Regions from separate parts of the Sus scrofa genome. Here all the other regions are linked to region 1. A link is a contact called in public Hi-C data. All regions are on one chromosome and are shown on one strand. Each heading gives the region's core, a stretch centred on a gene start, on an enhancer-like site or on the middle of the called end of the contact. The rest is flanking DNA. Distances are from core to core; before and after follow the strand shown. Region 1 holds the start of TBC1D15 (TBC1 domain family member 15). Region 2 holds the start of TMEM19 (transmembrane protein 19). Region 3 holds the start of THAP2 (THAP domain-containing protein 2).

Region 1 (3,790 bases), core at 267-2,766:
CACACCCTATTACTCTGAGCTGGTGGGAAATTTAATCTGGGTCATTATTAGGGCTCTACACACCACGCCTAGAATTGCGTGAAGGTTCTAGGGGATCTTACCTAGTCCTGTGTATGCAGGGAAGGCCCTCAAGTCTTCACTCAATGTTAGTTACTGCTAATATACTAATTTCCCCAGCTCATTTATCCTTTGCAGGTGAGCTGCTTTACCAGTTGAATACCAAGCTTGGGCATGGGGGCTTGGCTGTCGTTAGAATCTCTGATGCAGCCTCCCTAATAGGACTACACATCCATTTCCATCAAAGATCTTGCCACCTCCTTCTCCCATCAGGTTCCCAAGATTCACAGAACCAGCAAACCTCCTCTTCTGCTATTTCCTTAGGTTGCCACTTAACGAACCTCAAAAGCCTCTATACTCATGCCGCCCTGTGAAAAGAGAAGTACCTCAAAGGACACGGTGTTTTGCTACAAAGGGACCTTTTATTACTCCCTGAGGCAAAGGAAGCCCCAGAGCTTCTGTCAGAGCCATCATGGGTAGTATCCAATAATTTCCTGACATTCTTTTACTGCCCTGAGAACAAAAATAAATTATCTTACTATCTCAACAAATCAATTTACCACATATACATCGTCCCAAGAAATCTTTACAACCACTCCATGGGTAATTCTCGCTCTAATTCCTGAAGCTTGGATGAATTTATAAACTTGTTGCAAGTCACACAGCTATTAAGCAATCGTGTAGGAGCCATGAGCTATATGTGTTGGACTCTGGGACAACGAGGGCATGGTATTATCGCAGTTCCTATCAAAATACCTTGCCCATGGTTGTGCGTGAGTGGCAGTTATCAGACTCAACTTCAGAAACTTCACACAGAGGCGAAAAATTCCTGCGTGTGTGCGTCGGAGACCTGGCTGGGGTCCCTTTAATCTCCACCACAGCCCTATCTCAAGTTTACAGATGAGCTGCCAGAGACTGAAGGTAGAAGTGAAAAGCCAGGAGTTCCCGTCGTGGCTCAGCGATTAACGAATCCGACTAGGAACCATGAGGTTTCCGGTTCAATTCCTGGCCTTGCTCAGTGGGTTAAGGATCCTGCACTGCTGTGAGCTGTGGTGTAGGTTGCAGACGCGGCTCGGATCCCGCATTGCTGTGGTTCTGGCGTAGGCCGGTCCAATTCGACCCCTAGCCTGGGAACCTCCATATGCCACGGGAGCAGCCCTAGAAAAGGCAAAAAAAAAAAAAAAAAAAGACAGAAGTGAAAAGTGTCCACAAAGACCAAATTTCCTGAATCCGAATAGTCTGTACTTTCTTCATACCAACGGCTCAGAGCCTTGCCCCCAAGCAAACCCCAAAGCAAAAATACTTCAACTTACGTTCCCCGCTCGGAAAATAAATTGGCACATGCGCAGTATACACCAGAGACTCCACCCGAAGCCTCCGAGCCCTACTCTGTACGCTCGCCTCGGGTCTCTCCTCCCACCCCGCCCCTTCACTCACCGCAGTTCCCGCCACTCCCCGCCCCTTTCCCGCCCGGATATCAGCCTAGTTTTGCCGGATGTTGTTGTGAGTCTGAGAGACACGTGAGGCGCTGCTACGTCATCACAGACACGCGCAGGAAACATGGCGGCGGCGGGTGTTGTGAGCGGGAAGGTAAGTAACGGCCCCGGGGAACAGTCGTGTTTTTCTCCCGGATGGGGCCGTATTGCTGCTTGGAGGCTGGCGGGGAGGGTCGCGAGGGCTTCTCTGTATCAGATCAGACTGTGGAGGATGTAGAAGAGGGCTAGGTGGTGTCAGATGTTTTCTCCAGAGTACTCGCTCAGCCCGGGAATTAGAGACCCAGCTCCTGCTCCAAGGCCAGCTAGGCCTTGGCGCTGTTCATGTCTGTTCTGCCCAAGGATGAGGGGGCTTTTATTTGTAGTACTTTTCCTAAGGGACGGGTGGTTGTCCTCTTACTTTTTCGTTTTTTTCGACTGTCTCGGTTTTTTCCTGATTGGTTCCTTATGTGTCTACTCCAGCGTTTTTTCTCTCTTCCTTTGAGGCTTTACTCAGACTTGCCTCTGTCTTCCTCTGCCTTACTCTGGTGAAGGCATCTTTGTCCCCTTCAGGAAGAGCTGAAAATAGGTGCTTTGCAGCTGTGCACTTAGGAGACTGTATTGGATCCATTTTACCGGATTGCGGAGTTGGTTGGTCGTTGTGAGCAGCAGCACACATTTCCACGTTCAGGGAGCTGTAGATTTACACCATCCCACGCTTGTCTTTGGAAGGCATTAGTTAAGATATTTCTTTCCTAGATATCTCTGTGATGCTTCCGTGGGAGGATTTGTGGTGCGGTTTTATGGAGGTGGTCTTTGACCTCCAGGTAGTTTGTTTGGAATTAGGATTAGGTGCGGAGGATATTTTATCGCACAGTGCCTGTCATGTTCCGAGGGCACATCTTAATTCCTGCTAGTTAGCACTATCAGGGCATGCCACTGACAGCATTTCCCATTGCGGGAGTAATTTGTAAACAGTTGAATCGGGTAATGACTCATCTAACACTAATAGCTTCCTCTGTTCCTTGAGTTGCACTCATTTTCTTTATTTTTGCCCTCTCCTCATCCCATTTTGAATTATTTGACAGCATGTGTAGTTTAGTGTCTGGACTGCTAGACTAGGCGGCAGAATAACACATCACAGTTACTCTTAAGTGTGACCTTGGGAAATTGAGCAAGCATGACTTCTCTGTCCTTCATATTCTTTGTCTCCAGAATGGATGTCATGCCAGTCATTATTTCTTGTATTGGAGTTGTTAGGATTATATGAAATAATAAAAGCATTAACATGAAGATTACATATTTCTACATACTGAGTGTTTTAAATGATGGGCTGGTCATCGTTTTGAGATCTTTGGTTGTCTTGTCAGTTTTACTCTTCAGGATGGATGCTGATCTTCTTGGCTCACTGCATATTTCGAGGTTATACTGTTTGATTTTCTGTCTGGACTGAGCCAATCTAGGACTTTCCAAGGAGGGATCCTTTCTGTTTGAACTACACTTCTCTTTTTCAGGTGTGGATTGATTTTTTTTTTTTTTTTTTTTTTTGGTCCCACCCACAGCATGTGGAAGTTCCTGGGCCAGGGATCATACCCGAGTTGCTGCTTCAGTGACAGTGCAGGATCCTTAACCTGCTGCATGGTGTGAATTGATTTTGATAGGTCTCTTGAGATGATGAAGTAGAATTGTGAAATATAAGACTTTTTTCACCCTTTGCTTCCATCCACTGCCTTTCATGATCTGACTTCTTAGTCTTTTATTTCTTAACTCTACTTCATCACCTCATCTATTCTCATTGCAAATTTACACCCATTCCCATCACTCCACCTAAACTATTTTTCTATTACCCAAAGCTGCTCCTCTTCCAAGTAGTTCTATGATAACCAGCGAAACCAACTTATTCTTCCCTCAGCAAGTTCAGATCTAGTTTAATGGCATCATCATTCACCTGGTTTCATGTAAAACAAACTTGAAGACGTACATTTCTATAACAATATCTAATCAATACCAAGTCCTGCCCGTTTTCCCTTAAAGAGGTTTCTTAAATTTGCTGCATCCTCTTCATTCTCAGTGCTTAGATCATGCAGGCAGACATTTAGTCTTGAGTCCTTGGCTGATTTTTCTCCTTGTCTATAGTCTCTTTGTCCACAGTCCCCTCTCTACACAACCACTGGAATTATTTTCTATTCACAAGTCTGATTGTCTCTTGCTTAAAAAAACAAAGCTTGGTTTTGTTATGTCACTATTAAAATAATACTTAA
Region 2 (3,786 bases), core at 1,122-3,621, 140 kb before region 1:
TTTTTTTTTCTTGCCCTTTCTAGGGCTGCATCCTCAGCATCTGGAGGTATCCAGGCTTCGGGTCTAATCGGAGATGTAGCCACTGGCCTACGCAAGAGCCACAGCAATGCGGGGATCCGAGGCACGTCTGCAACCAACACCACGGCTCATGGCAACACTGGATCCTTAACCCACTGAGCAAGGCCAGGGATTGAACCTTCAACCTCACGGTTCCTAGTCAGATTTGTTAACCACTGAGCCACGACAGGAACTCCTAGAAAGTGGATTTAAAGCTAAAAGATAAAGACTTTGTTGACAGGTTTTCAGATTATCAAAAAGTTTAAAATTATCAGATCATAAAATCGTGTTTCTTTCTAAAGAATATTTTTAACTATATTAAGTCCTCCTAATTATTTCAGCCTTAAGGTAGAATAACTTGTTTTATGAAGAACAATGGCAACAGGGACACAGGGAAAAATGGACACAGGGAAAAAATGGAAAAGAAATATTTATTTGAAGTGTTAGTTACCAACATCGTTATTATTTAATAAGCAATTTTAGCTAGTTATTTATGAGAGAGAAAATCATCCCTGATATTCAGAAACTAGCCTGACACAGCTAGACTTCAGTGTTGTTAGAAGATGGCCTGATACAGTGAGGTCATGGTTTTCTGTTGAAGACAATCTCACAGAACACCAAAAATCAGACAAGATCACCCTATGACTGACTACTGAACAGAGGGTTGGGGGAAAGCAACCTAGTTCATAATTTTCTCTAAGCAGAGACAAAAACAAGGTTACTAGCAAACCACAAAAATATTAGGTTTTATTACTAATAACTCTACCCAATTGTGTGGTATCACTGATAGTGGCCATTCAATTTTCTGAGGTAATCCAGTTATTTACCTATAAACAGACCCAGACAAAAATGAAGTGGAAAAAAAATTTCTGCATAAAGACCATATATGCATGTAGTCTAGTAAGAGAAAGCCACTACTATTTAGTCCTACTTTGCAAATTTGGTTCTCAGTTCATAAGCTAACCAAAGCAAAGGGCTTTAAGTAGTCTTGGCATGTATTATAGTGTGAGTTTTCAAAATGTAATTATTTTTAGCGGGCTAAAATAAATTTGGGTAAAATGTCTGAAACTGAGGTGTCTTCCTACACTGTAAGGAATTAACTAAAAAATTTCAGAATATAATATTATCAATGTCACTGTTAACCCAGCAAACAAAAGTTAATTTCAAATAAAACGTGAAATCAATCGCTAGAGTCAGACTTTTATTTATTTTTTTTAACTTTTTTTTTGTCTCTACAGGGTAGTACCCGCAGCATATGTAGGTTCCCAGGCTAGGGGTCTAATAGAAGCTCTTGTCGCAGTCCTACTCCACAGCTACAGCAACCGCAACCGCCAAATCCCAGCGGCGTCTGCAACGGACACCACAGCTCATGACAACACAGGATCCTCAACCCACTGAGTGAGGCCAGGGATTGAACCCGAAACCTCATGGTTCCTCAGTTGGATTCGTTTCTGCTGAGCAACCACAGGAACACCGAGGCAGACTTTTAATAGTAAGGAGTGGTCTGCTTTGTAAATAAATTGACTGAATGCACAGACTTTAGTTTTTATTTTTTTTAAGGCCGAACCCACAGCACATGGAAGGTCCCAGGCCAGCAGTCGAATTGGAGCTGCAGCTGCCCGCTTACAACACAGCTACAGCAACACGTGATCCAAGCCATGTCTGCAACCTACACAGTAGCTCAGGACAACAGGTAACTCCGGATCCTTAACCCACTGGGCAAGGCCATTGATCAAACCCTCCTCCTCAGGAATACTAGTCAGGTTTGTTACCTCTGAGCCACAATGGGGAACTCCTGCACAGAATTTATGAAAGATGTGAGAACAAATAATAATTATTTGAGAGTTCAATAGCAGGAACTATGCAAAGCTATCTTTACACCTCCAGCAGCCAGCAGTTTATAAGCGCTAAACTGTGTTGTTTTAAAATGATTTCCTCAGTCATAAAATTCCCTTTCTACAGCCCAATACTCTCCCCCTGAAAAGTACATGATATTGTACGGAATGAGCTGTTCATAGATGGAAAAACATTCGAATTGTATTCTCAACATGGACTTGGTCTAAATTCACTTGCATGAATGATCATCTATACTATTACTACCGAGGTGGTGGTTTCACTTTTGGGGTTATTCTGGAAACGGAGGGCCTTTCAGGTGTTCCAAGTGTCTAGATTCTAGGAAGCTTTACAACGCACTACATTACAACGCATTACAAACACACACCGGACTGAACACGGAACCTCCTTGCTCCGTCCTCCCGCTCCAGCTGCCCTTGGAGCCGCCCTTTAAATGCTCGCGTGATCGAGGTACCGCCCACAGGTGGCCACGGCGCATGCGCCTAAGAGGCGAGCCAGGGGAGACGGGCGCACAGCAAGTCGCGGGCTGAGCGCTAGGGTCCTTGGCCCTGGCCCGCTGGACCCGGCGGTGCAGGCGTCCATCCGGACGTGACCGCGCTCCCTTGCGCTGGACTTGCCAGCGGGACACCCCACATTTAAGCTCTGACTCCGCCCCTTTGCGCCACCGACCCCGGGCGTCAGCGCGTGGCAGGCGGCGGGGGCGGAGCTAGCCACCCCCGGCCGCTGATTGGCTGCCTCCGCTTCCCCTTCCCGAGAGTTCAGGTGTGAAGTGACTGCTGTCCGCGAGCCGGCGCCCTGAGGAGTTACGCTACGCTCTTGCAGCGAGGTTTTAACCTCACCCAGACTCCTCTGGCAGCGCTCAGCCAGACCAATTTTTGGAAATATTTGGGTTTATATTACTTTGCTGTCGGTGGAAGATGTCGGCTTCTACACGAATGTTTTGCTGGCCACTTAAATGACTTTTTTTTTCCTCAGAAACGCGAAACATTTTCTCCCCCAGGTGTTCCTATCCTCATTTTTCATGACAGATCTTGATAACAATTCATGCAAAAAATATATAAAGATGATAACTAATATAGTTATACTGAGCCTGATCATTTGCATTTCTTTAGCTTTCTGGATTATGTCTATGACTGCAAGCACCTATTATGGTGAGTATGAATGTTTTGATTGTCTTTTTAATTTGTGGGATTTAAAAGGTACCGTTGTGAAAGACAAAACTCTTGTCTTCTGAATAGTTGTAAACTGTTGTGTTTAGTTAACTTCCGGGGCCTGAATTACCTTAACTAACCTGGAAATATACAGTGCCTTGAACCTTTTAAAGCCTTTGAGCATTGCCGTTTGTCATAATACTAGTTACAGCAGTTTGAAAAATATGTTTTTATGTTTTATGTAATTATTGCATCTAGTTTGGTGGAGAGTAAGTGAGGTGAAATTTAATTTTGTAAAGCACTTGCAGTGATGCCTTTACTAAGAATATTAGTGAGGTGGTTTACCAGTTCCATGTGTCTTGTACAAAATAAAAAGTAAAAATAAAAGATGACACAATATTTACACTTGGAGATTTGGATTTTTTTTGTCTGCACTTTGGTCCCTTCAGAAGAACAGACCTGTTTTAAAGCCTGAAACCAATTTGCATAAATACTCTAGACTCAAATCTTTAGGGTTTTTATTTTTTGTCTTTTTAGGGCCAACCCACGGCATATGAAAGTGCCCAGTTTGAAGTTAGAGGTCAGATTGGAACTACAGCTGCCAGCCTATACCACAGCCACAGCAATGCCGGATCCAAGCCTTTGTACAAACTTCCTTGGTACCCCTTTACAAAAAATAGGAGTTCCCTAGTTGCACAGCATAGGTTAAAGTTCCAGCGTTGTC
Region 3 (3,508 bases), core at 887-3,386, 160 kb before region 1:
AAAATGATTTTTTCTGAAACAATCCTGGAGTGCTCCTAATCCAACTTTTGGTTGTAATTTTTTCAGAGCACTAGCACCAGAAGCTGCTACTTCTTACCTAAACCTATATTTCTATCCTGACATCTGGGAAAGACAATTTGGGCCTGAGTATCCCATGAAAATAATGTTCACTGTCTCCCAAACAAATGTCATTATATGTTAAGTGTCATATATAATGAATATATTAAAAAATCATTACACCATGGAAATTACAATCAGTAATAAAGTTCTTAGTAAACTTTTTATGTGGTTATCATGGAATAAGTCAAGACACAGACATATAAACACATCTTAAAATGGCAAATCTTCAGATGAGTAAACTCAGGAATGTTTAAAGATCAGAAGGGACAAAAAACAGATATTTTGCAATTTTCCTTCTCAATCTCTCCATAATCTCCACCTTCCCATAAATCCCATGGTTTCCAATATATTGAGATAAAAATGCTGTTAAGTTTCATTCTCTCTGTAGCCCAACTCTAAGAGTTATAAAATGTCAAAAATGTGAACATAAGAAATAAGACTTAAAGTTTTCCAAAAAAGACATATAAATTTAAAGCCTCTGAATTAATAGAGCTGGTGAATATACCGGGGTTTTTTTTTTCCAACTTTAGAAGGCAGCAATGTGTAAGAATAAATCAAGATAGAAAGGTTAAAACAGACTCAAATAAAAGCAGTAGGATTATGCAGAATGAAACTTCACAATTTCCAATGTCGCAGTGCAATATGATATAAGCAATGGTATTCCCCAAACTTTTTATGGCTAATATTTTTTTTCTTCCTCTAAAAATCTAAGTCAACATCACCTAAAAGCAAGGGTAGTATTAAAAAGAGGGTTAATGAAACTTGGGCTTCTGATGTAATATTACAGATCTGATTTTACACTTCCTTAGGTTCCATTAGTTTGGCCCCCATCCATAACACGTAAATATTTATTAAAAAGCAATAAACTCAATAAAGTAATTTTTTAAAATAACGCTACGGTTTGACACATGGAGATTACCAAAGAACCAACTACGTTAAGTATACTTACAGTGACAAGCGGTTCTGATGGTTCAGAAAAGTTACTCATCTCAAAGACCTAGCAATGACGCTAAAAGGAACTTTAGTAGTGACACACCCAGGGCAGACCGCCACGTTAAGGATACAACTCTTCCGAGGTGGAGAGGGCTCTCGCCAGCTCTGACTGCTGCTGAATCCAGATCCTGCTCCTCCTCCTAGGGGAGGTCTGCCCCCCGGCTTGCCTCCTCGCTCACCCCCTCCTCGCCCCCGACTCCAGCGACTCCCACCCCGGTAAGGCCTGCCTCGAAAACGGAAACGGTCCAAGGCAATGTGGCTCCGTTCCCAAAAGGACGGCCGGGGGCTGCTTTCGGACAGTGAGCTCGAAGGCATCCGCACGGAAGGCGGGTGAGACCTGAACGGCTCTTTGGGTCGGTAGCTGCTGTGTCCCCTGAGGTGGCCCCGCTCCGACGCGTGCCGTGAGCGTGAGAAATTCCTCAGCTGCTGCTGAGAAGAGGACGACGACGAGGAGGAGCCACCGCCTCCGCCGGATCCACCACCCCGGGCCGGGTGAGGAGGCCTTCGCCGCGGATACGGTAACAGCCCTCCGCCACTGCTGCTGCTGCTGCTCCGGCTCCGTATCTGGCTGTTATTATCGTCATCGCTGATCTCTCCATCTTCGAGCTCCCCTTCTTCCTTGGGCGAGAGGCCACTGGAGGCCGGGGCCGGAGTATCTGCGGTCGCCATCCCGGGAGCAGTGCCTTCCACACAACCTTAGCCCTCTGTCCGGGGATCCACCCTACAATTGTCTTCCTCCTCTGTTTCCTTTTTTCCTAACGGACCCGGTCGGTGCGGTTTTACAGTACTCGGACACCTAGTGGGCTCTGCTCCCCAACTTCCCCGCACCCCAGCTCTTTCTCGCCGGACCGTCGCAATTCAGTTCCCTTCCCTAGCGCCCCCTTGCTCTCCGCGATCGGGGCTCTTCCGCCTCGCGAGAAAGGGTCTCTGGAAGTGGCTCTACTCGTGACGTCACTTCCCGAAGCACGCAGGAAACAAGGCTCCCAATTCACGCGATAAAAATTAGGACGACGCGATTCTCAGTGGGCGTTGTAGTTTTTTTTGAGTATTGCTTTCCGTTTGTCCTTCCAAAATCTGTGCCTGTTAGCTACTCCAGACCCTAAACTCGGGTTTCTGGGTGCGTGGCAGGGTAGGCGGGTCTCTTCTTAATCTCGGCTGCGAGATTCATATTTCATAGTGATAGGGGGCTGGTGGGGGGCATACCTCTTCGATTGCTCAAAGAACAACTACCAAAGAGACCAGTAGTCCCTCTCTTTTGGGAGCCAGCGGTAGGGCGGGTTGCGTTCGCCATGTTGGTGAAGGCAAACGAAGGGGACTGGAGCTCCAGGACTGTAGGCTCTGCTGCCCCAAGTCCGCCATATTAATAAAGAGAAAGGGAAGGTTGACTACCCCCCCCCAGCTACACACACACACACACACACACACACACACACACACACAACACGCATACACAACCCCTTCCTCGCACGCAGGTCCCACGACTCAGTTCTTTGGCCCTTCCCCTGCCACGCTTCCCCAGTCTCTGCCCGAAGGGAGCGTAGCAACCCGCACCTCAAATCAGGCTTAAGACAGCGCCGAATGAGGGGGAAAGGGAAATGCCGACCAATTGCGCCGCGGCGGGCTGTGCTACTACCTACAACAAGCACATTAACATCAGCTTCCACAGGTAACCTGGGCAGGGAGTGCGGGTGACGAAAACGGGAGTTCCTTGACTGGGTATCGCTTGGGGCGGGGGGGAAGACCAGGGAGGATTCTACTAATTCTGATAACTTCCGTAGCTAACTAGTAGCAGAGGCGCAACATTTTTACCCTTTGTGTGTGTTTCTCAAATCTGTCCAATTTTTCTCTCCCTTCGGGGAAGGTTTGCTCACTTTGAGAAAGAGAGCCAAGTTCTGTACGGTGATTGCTCCTTTAGAAAGTGACAAGGAAGATACCTTAATTTTCTACTCTTTTACTCCTGTGTATTAGATCAGGTCTTGACATTAATGACACCGTAAGAGGAAGTGAGATCTTCCTGTTCAAGCCAGCAATCACCTAAAAAGCCTGCTGTGTTCTCATTAGAAGTTAATTCTTACTGGCTGAACTGACATGGGAAGCATTTGGATTTTTAATCTTTTAGTCACAGGCAGTAATTTTGTGGAGGAATTGAGTCATCATTAATAGCCGTGGAATTAAGCGATGTTAATGAAAGTGGGAAATGAAAGCTTTCTTTTCTTTTAGTATGCAGAGTAGTATAATAAAAGGAACCCGGATTGTGTTTTTCCTACGTTTGCTGGAAGAGCAAGCAAAATTCTTTAGTTCTGTTAAATCAGACCTCTTGAAAGGGCTTTGAACACTATATGACATAAGTACTTAGGTAAATGTTTTACCTTCTCTACAAATGCCTGCCATATGC

The links. Hi-C and Micro-C count contacts between places; a contact is called where the count stands out from the background.
Region 2: a Hi-C map of skeletal muscle shows a contact between it and region 1, with 5 times the contacts expected there. The contact joins the promoter of TMEM19 here to the promoter of TBC1D15 in region 1. A contact is called at or near these places in 1 of 5 promoter capture datasets (liver), 9 of 47 Hi-C or Micro-C datasets (fetal liver, heart right ventricle, liver and 5 more) and 1 of 2 datasets of contacts at active chromatin or transcription factors (alveolar macrophages).
Region 3: a Hi-C map of liver shows a contact between it and region 1, with 5 times the contacts expected there. The contact joins the promoter of THAP2 here to the promoter of TBC1D15 in region 1. A contact is called at or near these places in 7 of 47 Hi-C or Micro-C datasets (fetal heart ventricle, heart right ventricle, liver and 3 more) and 2 of 2 datasets of contacts at active chromatin or transcription factors (alveolar macrophages and skeletal muscle).

The regions. Positions count from the first base shown.
Region 1 is chr5:35,825,869-35,829,658 of Sscrofa11.1, forward strand. TBC1D15 (TBC1 domain family member 15) reads left to right here and starts at 1,517. Exons shown (of 18, transcript XM_003355517.4): 1 at 1,517-1,647. The coding sequence starts at 1,618.
Region 2 is chr5:35,689,626-35,693,411 of Sscrofa11.1, forward strand. TMEM19 (transmembrane protein 19) reads left to right here and starts at 2,372. Exons shown (of 6, transcript XM_003126376.6): 1 at 2,372-3,062. The coding sequence starts at 2,867.
Region 3 is chr5:35,669,144-35,672,651 of Sscrofa11.1, forward strand. It overlaps THAP2 (THAP domain-containing protein 2), which reads left to right and starts at 2,137. Exons shown (of 3, transcript XM_003126383.4): 1 at 2,137-2,779. The coding sequence starts at 2,709. ZFC3H1 (zinc finger C3H1 domain-containing protein) reads right to left here and starts at 2,048. Exons shown (of 35, transcript XM_021092001.1): 1 at 1,185-2,048. The coding sequence starts at 1,782.